Linked DNA regions of Canis lupus: region 2 is linked to region 1. The links are chromatin contacts, called in public Hi-C maps. All regions are on one chromosome and are shown on one strand. Each heading gives the region's core, a stretch centred on a gene start, on an enhancer-like site or on the middle of the called end of the contact. The rest is flanking DNA. Distances are from core to core; before and after follow the strand shown.

Region 1 (5,889 bases), core at 2,185-4,684:
TAGTGGCTACCACAGAGGAGAGTGAAGGTACAGAACATTTTCACCATCACAGAAAATTCTATCAGACAGTACTGGGATAGAGTGATGGAGAAGGGATGCTATTTCAGATGGAGTGTTGAGCCAAAGCTTTTCCAATGAGACTTTAAAAATTTTTTTTATTTATTAATGTGAGAGATAGAGAAAGCACAAGATGGGGAGGGGCAGAGGAGAAGGAGAAGCAGATTCCTCACTGAGCTGGGAGCCCCATGAGAGGCTCAATCTCAGGACCCCAGGATAATGACCTAAGCCGAAGGCAGACACTTAACCGATTTAGCCACCCAGGTGCCCCATAAGGTGACTTTTGAACAGAGACCTGAATGAAGTGCGGGAGGGAATTCAGGTGCTATCTGAAGAAAGAGCTTCCAAACAAAAGATCATTTATTTGTGGGACTGTATAATTTAAGGTCCCTTTCAGCATTAAAATTTAGGTTCAAAGTTCTTAAAAAAAAAAAAAAAAAAAAGGTCTGAGGTTGTAGTATTATTAGAAGCCTAGTACAAAAGAAATAGTGAGAATTCCTTTTTCTTTAGCAGAAAGCAATGCTTCCATGTATTGCCTACTCCCTATTTAAAAGCTCCTACTAAAGACCCACAACAGGGCACCTGGGTGGCTCAGTTGGTTAAGCATCTGCCTTCGGCTCATGATCCTGGGGTCCTGGGATGGAGCCCTACATCTGGCTCCCTGCTCCGTGAGGAGTCTGCTTCTCCCTCTCCCATTCCCCCTGCTTGTCCTCTCTGTCAAAGAAACAAAATCCTTAAAAAAATAAAGACCCACTTCAGAGACAAGAAGTAAAGATTATTTTCTTTTTAGTTCCTTTAAGTCAGACAACTGAACATTCTGAGCTTCTTAAATTATTATCTCTTCTGACTCTGACGTAACTCTAAAGGCTTTTATCAAACCCTGTTTTAAAAGATAAATTCTCCCTCCCCAAATCCACTGAATGCCTCTCAACTTATTAGCATCATTTAGTCCCTACATTAGAAACTGAAAATTATTTTTAAGTGAGACTTGAGCATCTTAACCAGGTGAACTACACTTTGAATGGAAGCTTGCCCAATGACTGCTAAATATGCAAAGCACAAATTTGAAGCAATAAGCTTATGTATTATCTTCCCAATCAGAAAGTATCACGCTCACCATTTCATATCTTAAATCCCAGGGCTCTCATGCACTCCTTGTGGGCCTCAATTAGGTGTCCACAGTGCTCCTCTCCTTTCTCAATGATGCTATAAAACAAAATGTACTTGTTATCTAACAAAGTAGGCATTAAGTACATTACTAGTAAACAAGCAGCATGATAGTGATGGGGGGTGAGACAGAACATGGGTCTGATGGAATGTAGCTGAAGCTTTATTTTTTTATTTCTTCATTTTTGTATTTATCTTTTTATTGGAGTTTGATTTGCCAACAGTAGCTGGAGCTTTAAAAAAAAATGCTATTACACCGAATGGCTTTGTTTTTATTGGCTTTTGTAATATTTCTGTGCCCATGAAGATATTCCACAGACAACTAGCTTTTAGGGAGAATCTAATTAGAAGAAATAATTATGCCTATCAAATATTGCCTCTAGCTTATATCCAAGGAACATACATAGTTCTCTAATGAAATAAACCATCTGAACATTTACCTTCAATTTGCCTACTATAAAATAATTAAATTTTTCATTCTGCCCTACATTCAAATAGACCCAAATAAATCTCCTTCTAATCAAAATACACCCAACCACATAAACATCAAGATCTGCCAGCCAACAGCAGCCTAATGAGCCTCCCTCATGATGATCAAAGAACTTTCTATTTGTAGGATGCACAAAGTAAAAACTAGGACCATACAGCTTGACTTCTAGGGCCTGAAAAGGCAATTTTAGTAAAGATGAAGTTAAGCCGAATTTAATTATAAGAAAAAACTGACTACTGACTATAGATATTTGTGCATAGTGGTCTGAGGCAACTAACATGAAAACAATCGGAAGGATAGGTTTTCCTTCTTTAAAGAAAAGAAAGAAAGAAAGAAAGAAAGAAAGAAAGAAAGAAAGAAAGAAAGAAAGAAAGAAAGAAAGAAAGAAAGAAAGAAAGAAAGAAAGAAAGAAAGAAAGAAAGAAAGAAAGAAAGAAAGAAAGAAAGAAAGAAAGAAAGAAAGAAAGAAAGACCATACATCCTTCAATAGCTCAAGGGCTGCCTGCAGATGAAGGGATGCTGGGGATAGAGCCCCCTGTGAAGAGAACAGCTGGCGAGGCCCTCGTGTGGCTTGTATCATTGACCTGTACAGTAATCCTAGAGGCGGACACTTTTATTAGACCCATTTTACAGACACAGGACGCAGGTACCTTAAGTGATTTGCTCAAGGTCACAAAGCTGGTGGACCAAGGATTCAAATCAAACCTTGACTCTGCATCTCAGGCTCTCAGTCATGACTCCGGGCTCTTTTTAAGATTCAATAAGCACTTACTGTAAACTAGGAAAGCCATTTCTGCATCAGACTGTCGCCTTTCGATTCTTTCGCGGTATTAGTTGCGAAGTATCGAGCAGTAATAAAAAGCACTAAGCTCCTTACAACTTAACCGCACTATGCCACTTTTGAATTTTTTTTTTTTTTTTGGTGTGAGGATAAAAAAGGGGCTGGAGGGAGAGGTGTGCATTCACATTTTCTGCCCATTCCCCCGAATGAGATTTGTTCCACAATCCACAACGGAGGCGGTATCAAATGAAAAGAAACGAAACCTTCCGTGGGTTGATGGTAATTGGTAATTTAGATGTACTATTCTCAACACGGTGTCACCCTGCTTCACAGATGATTTTTTTCATTCATCTCTCCAAAGATGATGGAGGAGGAGAGGCAAGGGGGACTCCAGTACTTTTAAGACACGTAACCGGGTCCCGCTGTGCTAAAATTTTACCAGAAAACTTTTACTCTTCGATCTTGCCAAGTCTTCTCTCCTACCCCGTACCGGGTGGTAACAGCAATCATTAGTATAGACTTCCATTAATTTTAAGCTCCTTTTTAAGTCAATTCGCATCTTTCATCTATTTCTACGTATTTAGGAGACCGAAGGGCAGCACTTGACGCGTAACAGATGCTCAAAGACCCTTTGCAGAAAAGCTGAACGGGTGAAGCGAGCCCGCTTCGTCCACGTCCCCCGGCTGGGCTACGGGGACAGCCGGCCCACAGCCCACGGCGCCCTACAACTCCCAAGGGCGCAGCACAGCGAGCCGGGTCCGGTACGAGCCCGAGGCCGAGCGGGGTACGGAGGCACCTGCCCGCCGCCCCCTCCCGCTTGCGCACTGACCACGCATCGCGCGCCTTCTTGGTCTCCGGGCAGGCGCAGCAGGGCTTCAGCGGCTTCTTCTCCTGTGAGTCAGATGGGGCAGGGCTTGCGGCCGCCAGGCCCGGCATCTTTGAGGCCTAGAGGCAGCAATGAGCACCGCCACCTTACCCGGTTCCAGGCCCGGCGCACGCCGATTCGCTCGCCGTCACTTCCGGCGGAGCCCTACGGGGGACAGGAAGTCCCGCCCCTCCCCCCACCGCAGGAGACGGAGGTGGGGAAACTTGGCGCCTGCGCAGAGAAAGCTAACAGGCAATGAAGTGCGGGCGCTTCTTCGACGCAGGCGCAGAGAGGCGCGGGGTGAAAGGGCAGGTTGTGAGGCGCCCCGGGGGCGGCTGGAAAGGCGGCGACCGGCAGGTATCTCCGCCCAGCGGTGGGAAACCGAAGCCCGAGAGGGTGAGATGACTTGTCCACGCCCACCAGGAGGAACCGCTGACGAAAGCCGGTTCCCCGCCGAGTCACGGATCGATTCCGCGTGTTTCCTGCTGTCGGATGGTCGGCCCGCTCCTCCCATTTTCTGATTCAGTTAAACTTGATGAGCAAAGACATTTGAACAGTGCGACCCACCGGTGAGAGGGGAAAACGCGCCTGCCGTTCTCCATGCACCTTAATTTTTTTTAAAAAAAGATTTTATTTATTTATTTATTCGTGAGAGACACGGCAGAGGGAGAAGCAGGCTCCACGCAGGGAGCCCGACGTGGGACTCGACGTGGGACTCGACCCCGGGTCTCCAGGGTCACGCCCTGGGCCGAAGGCAGCCGCCAACCCGCTGAGCCACCCGGGCTGCCCTACACTTTAATTCTTCGCGAAAAATTGTTCCTAGCTCCCTTTCTGAGTGATTTGATTTCACTATGACTTGTTCTCACTCGTAGGGCAGAGAGACCAGTTAATGAAGTTGAAAAATGACTATTTCCTTGGCACGTCTCGAATTCCATTAGGTACATAAGTAAACGGATGCCTACTATTTGCAGTTGTGGAGGGTTGTTGTGTTTTGTGTTTGTTTTGTTTTGTTTTTCCTGTAGAGAATTGTTGGGAGAAAGGGATTGAACTTATTTTTTTTTTTTTTAAAACCAGGACTTAAAGGCGTCAGAGAGCTGCCTAGTGATTGATATTTTGGGTAATCAAACTTCTCAGTATCCCCTAAGCAAGGTTCGTTTCTGTATGCTAGAGATTTGGTTCGGGGAATCCGTAGGTATGGCTGTAAACTGGCGCTGTATAGAAATGATTTCTCGGTTTGTGCACCTGGTCTCCCGAGACCCCCTGAGCGCCACCCCCCCCCCCCCCCCGCTCCCCTCCCCTCCCCTCCGCGCGCGGTCCCATTTCTGCTCCAACAAGAGGAAAGAAACCATTGTGAACGGGGAGAAACTCGCCAAACTGCAAGCACAGGTGCGCATTGGTGGGAAAGGAACTGCTTGCCGAGAGAAGAAGGTGGTTCACAGAAGAGCTGCAGCAGATGATTAAAAACAAAACAAAACAAAACGAAACAAAACAAAACCTTCAGTTCTCCTTAAAGAAGTTAGGGGTAAACAATATCTCTGTTATTGAAGAAGTGAGTATGTTCACAAACCAAGGAACAGTGATCCACTTGAACCACCCTGCAGTTCAGGCATCCCTGTCAGCGAACACTTGGACCATTATAGGCCATGTGGAGACCAAGCAGCTGATGGAAATGTGACCCAGTGTTTTAAACCAGCTTGGTGCAGACAGTCTGACTAGTTTAAGAAGACTGGCTGAAGCTCTGCCCAAACATCTGTGGATGGAGAAGCAAGCACCACTTGCCACCAGAGAGGAGGAGAAGGAGGAGGATGAAGTTCCAGATCTTGTGGAGAATTTTGATGAAGCTTCTAAGAAAGAAGCAAACTGCATGGAGTCAACTTCTGAAGAAGATAAAACTTGAAGAAGTTACTGGGAGCTGCTCTTTCATATTATGACTGCTTTTTTTTTTTATGACTGCTTTTTAAAATTTTGTTCATGGATCTGATAAAAATCTAGATCTCTTAATATTTTTAAGCCCAAGCCCCTTGGACACTGCAGCTCTTTCAGTTTTTGCTTATACACAATTCATTCTTTGCAGCTAATTAAGATGAAGAAGCCTGGGGATAAAGTTTGAAACAAGGTTAATAAAGTTCTTTGCCTAGGAAAAAAAAAAGAAAGAAAGAATTTCTGTGTATTTTCCAAATTACAAAAACGATCTCCATTTATTCACTACTGTTGTTTAATATCTTGCTATTCAAACAGTGCCTCTTGGACTGCCAACATCAACATCGTTTGGAAAAGTAATGTACAATAAACATGGCTGAATAAATCAATGGGGAAAAGAAAACAAATGGAAGAAAATTGAACATCACATCAGAAGGTGGGTCTCTGGGGGCCCCTGGGTGGCTCAGTTGGTTAAGGGGTGCTTTTGGCTCAGGTCATGATCCTGGAGTCCCCCGATGGAGCCTGATGTTGGACTCCCTGCTCAGTGGGGAGTCTGCTTCTTTCTCTGCCCACCCCACTCCTGCTGTCTCACTTGCTCACTCTCACATAA
Region 2 (5,921 bases), core at 254-2,753, 350 kb after region 1:
CATTGAACAAGTGCTGAATGCAAATGGCACCCCAAAACTGAACTTAATGATGAGTCAGTGACAATTAACATTCAACTTAGTATTTGGCAACCTGACAAGACAAACCTCAATCAAAACTTGGCCCTACTTCCAAGTTACCTTTTGATTAAACATAAATTATATAGTGGTAAATTGGTAATGTCAAAACGAGGAGGTTAAGAGATAACATTAAATCGTGTATCCAATTAAAACAATGCCTGTAGCAATACAACTGCTACTGGGTCTCTATCAGCTCCCACCGACCCCTTTCTAAAGGGAGAACTCGAGGCTCTCCTCCAAACGTGAATACGAGTTACTGAGCAAGTTCATCTCCGGATTAAGAACAAATACTTTGTAGTCACACAGGCAACAAACAAATGTTAGGAGACTGTGACACTTACAGTCCTTCTAGCAAGTACACGAAACTACGATAATCCCCGAGGCCTGAGCTGAAATAACCCTCCTTCTAAAAGACACGTACTCGGCAAATGTACATAATAATTTGAATCGTCTTGTCCTTCCCCCCCCCCTTTTTTTTCCGAAGGGATGAGCAACTATTTACTTTCATCGCCGTTTTAACATAGAAACAGTCAAGCACACTTGATAAGGCGGACGACTAACCGCACAAAAAGTGTAAGAAACAAGTTCCAAATCAAATCGTGCAAATAAAAAGCATATTCTCTCAATTCAAGGTTAATGAGACCGGGGGGGGGGGGGGGGTGGGAGGTGGTGCGGGAGGAGAAAAAGAGGGAGCTGCCTAACCCTGGACTTAAGACAGGTTTTTGCCCTTTTCAATACCTCTGATTATTAGTATCAGGAGGTCTAATGTTTTAAGATCCTGGTTACTAAAGGTTTCTTATTTTAAGGGTGAGGTGGAGAAGGGGCGTAAAATAAAATCAATACTCACTGCTAACTTTCATGCTGCCAAAAGCTGAAGGCTGCTGCACTGGCTTGCAGCTCTCCGCAAAGGAGGTGGTTCTGGGCCGCCCTGACATGATCACTCTCTTCCCGAATCACCCTCTTTTCCTTCCTTCCTCCTTTTCTTCCTTTTGTTTTATGTTGGGGTGTTAGGTTAACGATAAATGCAGCATTAAGTTCTCCCACGAGAAGATTAAAAAAAAAAAAAAAAAAGACTTCGTCCTCTTGGCTTTTCGCTCCTTTTGTATAATTAAAAAAACAAAAAAAAAAAACAAAAAAAAAAAACGAGTGATGTATTTCTCCTTCAAGACAGACCAGTTTGGATATTTAACATATAGATGATTTGGGGCTGGGGGGAAAAAAAATACAATTCTTTCCCCTCCGTTTCCTTGGAAGGGAGGAAGAAGGGGGGGGGGGTCTTAAAAAAAATATCACGTGAAACGGGGGCAAATACTTGATTGAAAAGAAGTACTTTGAATATTATATTTTCCTCGGGGATTTTTTTTCCGAGTCAATGAAGAAGGGAAGCGGCGGAAGGATCACGAGTCTCACGCTTGAAAAGAAGGGGGGATGGGAAGGAGGGAGGGAGAGGGAGGGGGTGGCTCGGTGATGCGACGGGAAACGCTGCGGCTCCGGCGGCGGCGGGATCCGGCGGGCTGGCGGCGGGGGCCCGGCGAGCTGGAGGGCGGCGGAGTCGCGAGTCAGTCAGAGGCGGGCGGTGGCGGCGGCTCCTCGTCTCATTGCGCCAGGAGCAGCTGCAGGCGGCGGCTGGATCCAGCGGCCATGGCGGCGGCGGCGGCGGAGGCAGCTCCCTTCAGACCCCAGGCGGCGGATCCTCGACTGCTCCCCATACGCCGGGGACATGGGAACCCGGCAACCGCTTCCGTCCCCGGGGGCCCCCTCCCCCGTCCGCGGCACCAGCGCGGCCGCCCTCCCGCCCCTCGCCTCTGCTCGGTGCCCGCTCAGGAAGTGTCCGCGCTTTGCCCCCAGCCCGGAGCCCTGTCAGCGGCTGTGGGGCCGGCTCCTCCTCGCTTCCTTCCTTCCTTCCTTTGTCACTCGGCCCGGGCGACGGCGGCGGCGGCGGCGGCGGCGGCGGCGGCAGCACAAGCCTGCATTCGCCCGGGTCGGGGGCTGCTCTGTGTGAGGAGCGCCGTCTGCGCAGCCGCCTAGCTCTTCCCCACTCCCCCTCCCCCCTCCTACTCGTCCTCCGCCTCCTTCCTCCCCCACCCAGCCTTCCACCGCCCAGCGCCCCGCCACCCGCGTAACAGGCGTCTGGGAATCGCCGGCCGAGGTCCGCGCCCGCCCGCTTCGGCGACGGAACCGAGGCCGGAGGCACAGCCAATCACGGACGTCGGCTGCCTGCGGCTCCTCCCGGAAAAAGCCGATCGGCCCGAGGAACCAATTACAAAGTGTCGCCGGAAGTCCACGCCCAAAGAGCGGAAAGTGCCGAAGACCGCCGAGCGAGAAGAAGGTCGGGGCTCGTCCCGCGGCTGGCCAGCGGGGGAATCCGACAATGGCAGCGGCGGCCAATCACAGCCGCCGGCCCTCACCGAAAGGCTGGAGGAGTTAAGGACGGCGAAACCCGGAGTCACTGGTGAAACGGCGCGGCTGGGCGCCCCGGCCGCCTTCGTAATTGGCCGAAAACTCCGCTGGGAGTGTACCTGCTTCGGGGATTGGCGAGGCGACGGGGGCTTCCGACGACAGTCTGGCCAGTCAGGACGTCTCCTCCCTCGCCGAGGCGGGGAGAAGAAGAAAGAAAAGGGAGGACGTCTACAAAGCGCCTTCTCATTGGCCCGAAGCTTTGGAGCCGGAGTGGGGGCGAAAGGGAAAAGGAGGGAGGCCGAGGCCCGCAGCGGCAGCCAATCAGCGCTCAGGGCCGTCCAATCGCAAGACCTAGCTGCGCTGTGATTGGCCCTCCGCCTGCGGCGGCGGCGGCGGCGGCGGCGGCGGCGGCGGCGGCGGCCTCAGGAGCTGAGGGGAGCCGCGCCGGGGTCGTGGCGGCCGGTGCGCCGGGCTGGTCTGCGGCCGCTCTCGGTCGTTGTGGAAACCGCAGCTGGCGTGCGCAGCGGGTCCGAAACTGCTGCGGTCGGCGGCGCCCGGCCCGGAGCGCTCAAGCGAACAGAGCGGCGACAGGGGCTTCCCCCGTCCGCCCCGGGAGAGCGCGGCCGAAGAACCAGCGTCTTCCCCGAAAGGGCCAGACGGGTGCGGGGCGCCTGCCCCGCCGGGCGCGAGCCCCCTCAGACGCTGAAGTAGGAGGAAAGCTCACGGACAGGCAGCGCCCCCGGGCGCCCGCGCCCTGCCCTGCCCTGCCCTGCCCTGCCCTGCCCAGCGGCGGGGGCCTTTGATAACGTGAGGCCGCCCGCGCCTGCCGTGCGCAGCCGGGCTGGGCCTTCTGGAAACGCCCCTGAGAAATGAGCTCATGCTGGATGCGCGCGCTCCTTGGGCGCGACGGCCCGGCGCAGAGCGAGCCCCGAGAACAGGTATGGGGAGACGCCGTCGGGCCGGATATCCTGAAGCCTCCGAGGAAGCGGGGATTCAGAAGAGCCCGTGGCTTTCTGCCCTTTGGAACTAGGGCAGGCCGTAAGAGTACTAGTTACGTAGGTTTCACACAGAAGCCCGCGTGCATTGTTCGGCCGAGAACCAAATTCCTTAGGTTTGCCTGGGGACCGTGAGGTATGGCTAAGCCAGGATACCAAAAAAAAAAAAAAAAAAAAAAAAAAGGAGATAGAATGGACAGTTGCCATCCTGACCGTAATCCCGTGGTGCCTGTAATTTCCACCTGCAGAGTCATCCTTTTTGTGAAGATACTATCTCCAGAAAGCACATGTGAAAATACTCCTAGTCCATCAGATTACCTCGCCGCTGCTTTGAAAAACTCGCGAGGGACTTGGAACAAAGTAAGCTTTGATGGGAGACAGGAAAAGTCCAGATAGGGTTTACAGACTCAAATGCCTACGGGGCCCGGAAAAAGAAAGCAAATGAATGAAACTGGCCTGGTGTGAAACAATGAAGAGTAATAAGAAATATGGCAAATTAGTGCCCATGCTATAACTGAAAAGAGCGGCTGTTAAGCACCAGCGGATTGTTGCCCACAGGGATGTGGGTCCAATACTCTGAGATGACGACCCCCCCCCCCCCCCGCCCAGAGAAACCCTAAAACGATTTTTGTGCGAGATGTCTGGATTTTTAAGTGTTAGCAGCCAATATTCAGAACCCTGCAGGCCAAACTCAAAATATCCAGGTGAAGACCTGGCCAACATGCAGTCGATTTGTAATATTAAACCTGAACATAGCTTTTATAGCAATAGAGTCTCTTGTTCTTTGCAATTAAAAGAAAACATAAGGTCTCTGGATGTCACAGAAATGGATAAAAATGTTAAAAGCAAATGCAGTGCATGGCAATTTTGTCAGATGAATGTTATCTCTCTGTGGCATTATGAAAGACCTTTGGCTCTAGTACCTAAAATGTTGTGAAGCAAAGCTTTGAATCCTGCCTTCTTCTTTACTCCCTACTCCTACTTCCAATTATACCAGAGGAAAGTCAGTAACAAATGTTTAGGTTATACAAATTGGAAACACGGCTGTTCTTCTACATACAATAAAGTAGAAAAATAGCCAAACTTAAGGTTGTAATTAATAGCTTTACTGTTACTGCCTTCAAGTATTTTGAACTGATGCTGTTTAAATAAAAAAAAAATCTGACCCAAAGAGAGAAATTTTATAGGAAAAAAAAAGTATTTCAATCTAGAATTAGGGCTTAAGAAGGAAGAAGTTTATGAAATAGAGCTACTGAAATTAACATTCAGTGTTTCTCTGAACTAACAAACTCTTGCTTTATCTTCCCACCTGATGTTAACCACTTAACAGTTTATAATAATTTTAATATTTGATATATACTGAGTGTTTACAATGTGCCAAGCACTGTTCTTAAGAGCTTCACACATATTATCTCAAATTCATAGTACTATGATGTAAGTACTGTTACCACCTCCACTTTTCAGATGGGGAAATTCCAGAAGGGTTTACTAACTTAACCTAAAGTCCATGTAGCTAAAGTAACAGCTAGGATTCAGATGTCCTGTTCCTAGGCTCTATTCTCTTTCAAACACAGTCCTCACCTCTTCTGGTCTTTTTACTTTATCTTAAAGTCTAAGCCTTACATCTTGAACTATGTGTGACTTGTGAACATATCTCTGGTTTCCTCCAGGGCTCATCAAATGCTTCCTTGCAGAGATCTGTGATTCTGAGCCACAGTAACAGTAAACCAAAGGATTAGAAAAAGACAAATGTAGGAAAGCTGAGTGATGTAGTAGAAAAAAAGAGGTTGATGAATGTGGCCACAAGATAATAGTCATGAATTAAAATGCACAATGAACTAACTTTTGTAGTAATAAGAAATTTGTATAGCAGTTTGCAGTTAGGAAGTACTACTTGAAACTATTCTGTTTTTACTGTACACTGCAGTAAGTGACTTGCTTAAAATTACTTAGCTGCCTTTTTTTTTTTTTTTTAAAGATTGTATCTATTTATTCATGAGATACAGAGAGAGCAGAGACATAGGCAGAGGGAGAAGCCGGCTCCCCTCAAAAAGCCCAAGGCAGGACCCAGTCCCAGATCCCCGGATCATGCCCTGAGCCCAAGGCAGACATCCAACCACTGAGCCACACAGGCGTCTCACTTAGCTGCATTTTTAAAAAAGATTTATTTATTTAGAGTGCCTGCATGAGCAGGGGTATGGGGGAGGGAGAAGGAATCTCAAACAGGCTTCCTGCTGAGTACAGAGCCCAACTCAGGGCTGAATCTCATGACCTTGAGATCATGACCTGAACCAATATCAAAAATCAGGTGCTTAACTGACTGAGGCACCCAGGCACCCCACTTAGCTGCATTTTTAATTGAAACTAGAAGAAAATATAAGCAGGTTTAAGAATGAAGATAGCAAATAGAATATGAGATAGTTTAGTTAGATGAACTCAGAGTCAACC

The links. Hi-C and Micro-C count contacts between places; a contact is called where the count stands out from the background.
Region 2: a contact with region 1 is called in a Hi-C map of blood, with 3 times the contacts expected there. The contact joins the promoter of GSK3B here to the promoter of COX17 in region 1. A contact is called at or near these places in 2 of 9 Hi-C or Micro-C datasets (blood and skin fibroblasts).

Annotation. Positions count from the first base shown.
Region 1 is chr33:23,955,142-23,961,030 of UU_Cfam_GSD_1.0, forward strand. It overlaps COX17 (cytochrome c oxidase copper chaperone COX17), which reads right to left and starts at 3,435. Exons shown (of 3, transcript NM_001012736.1): 1 at 3,324-3,435; 2 at 1,175-1,263. The coding sequence starts at 3,430. The coding sequence ends at 1,179. CFAP91 (cilia- and flagella-associated protein 91) reads left to right here and starts at 3,788. Exons shown (of 21, transcript XM_038582945.1): 1 at 3,788-3,928; 2 at 4,232-4,297; 3 at 5,598-5,715. It also overlaps the pseudogene LOC119877832.
Region 2 is chr33:24,304,616-24,310,536 of UU_Cfam_GSD_1.0, forward strand. It overlaps GSK3B (glycogen synthase kinase-3 beta), which reads right to left and starts at 1,504. Exons shown (of 13, transcript XM_038582957.1): 1 at 926-1,504. The coding sequence starts at 1,013. It also overlaps the pseudogene LOC102157278.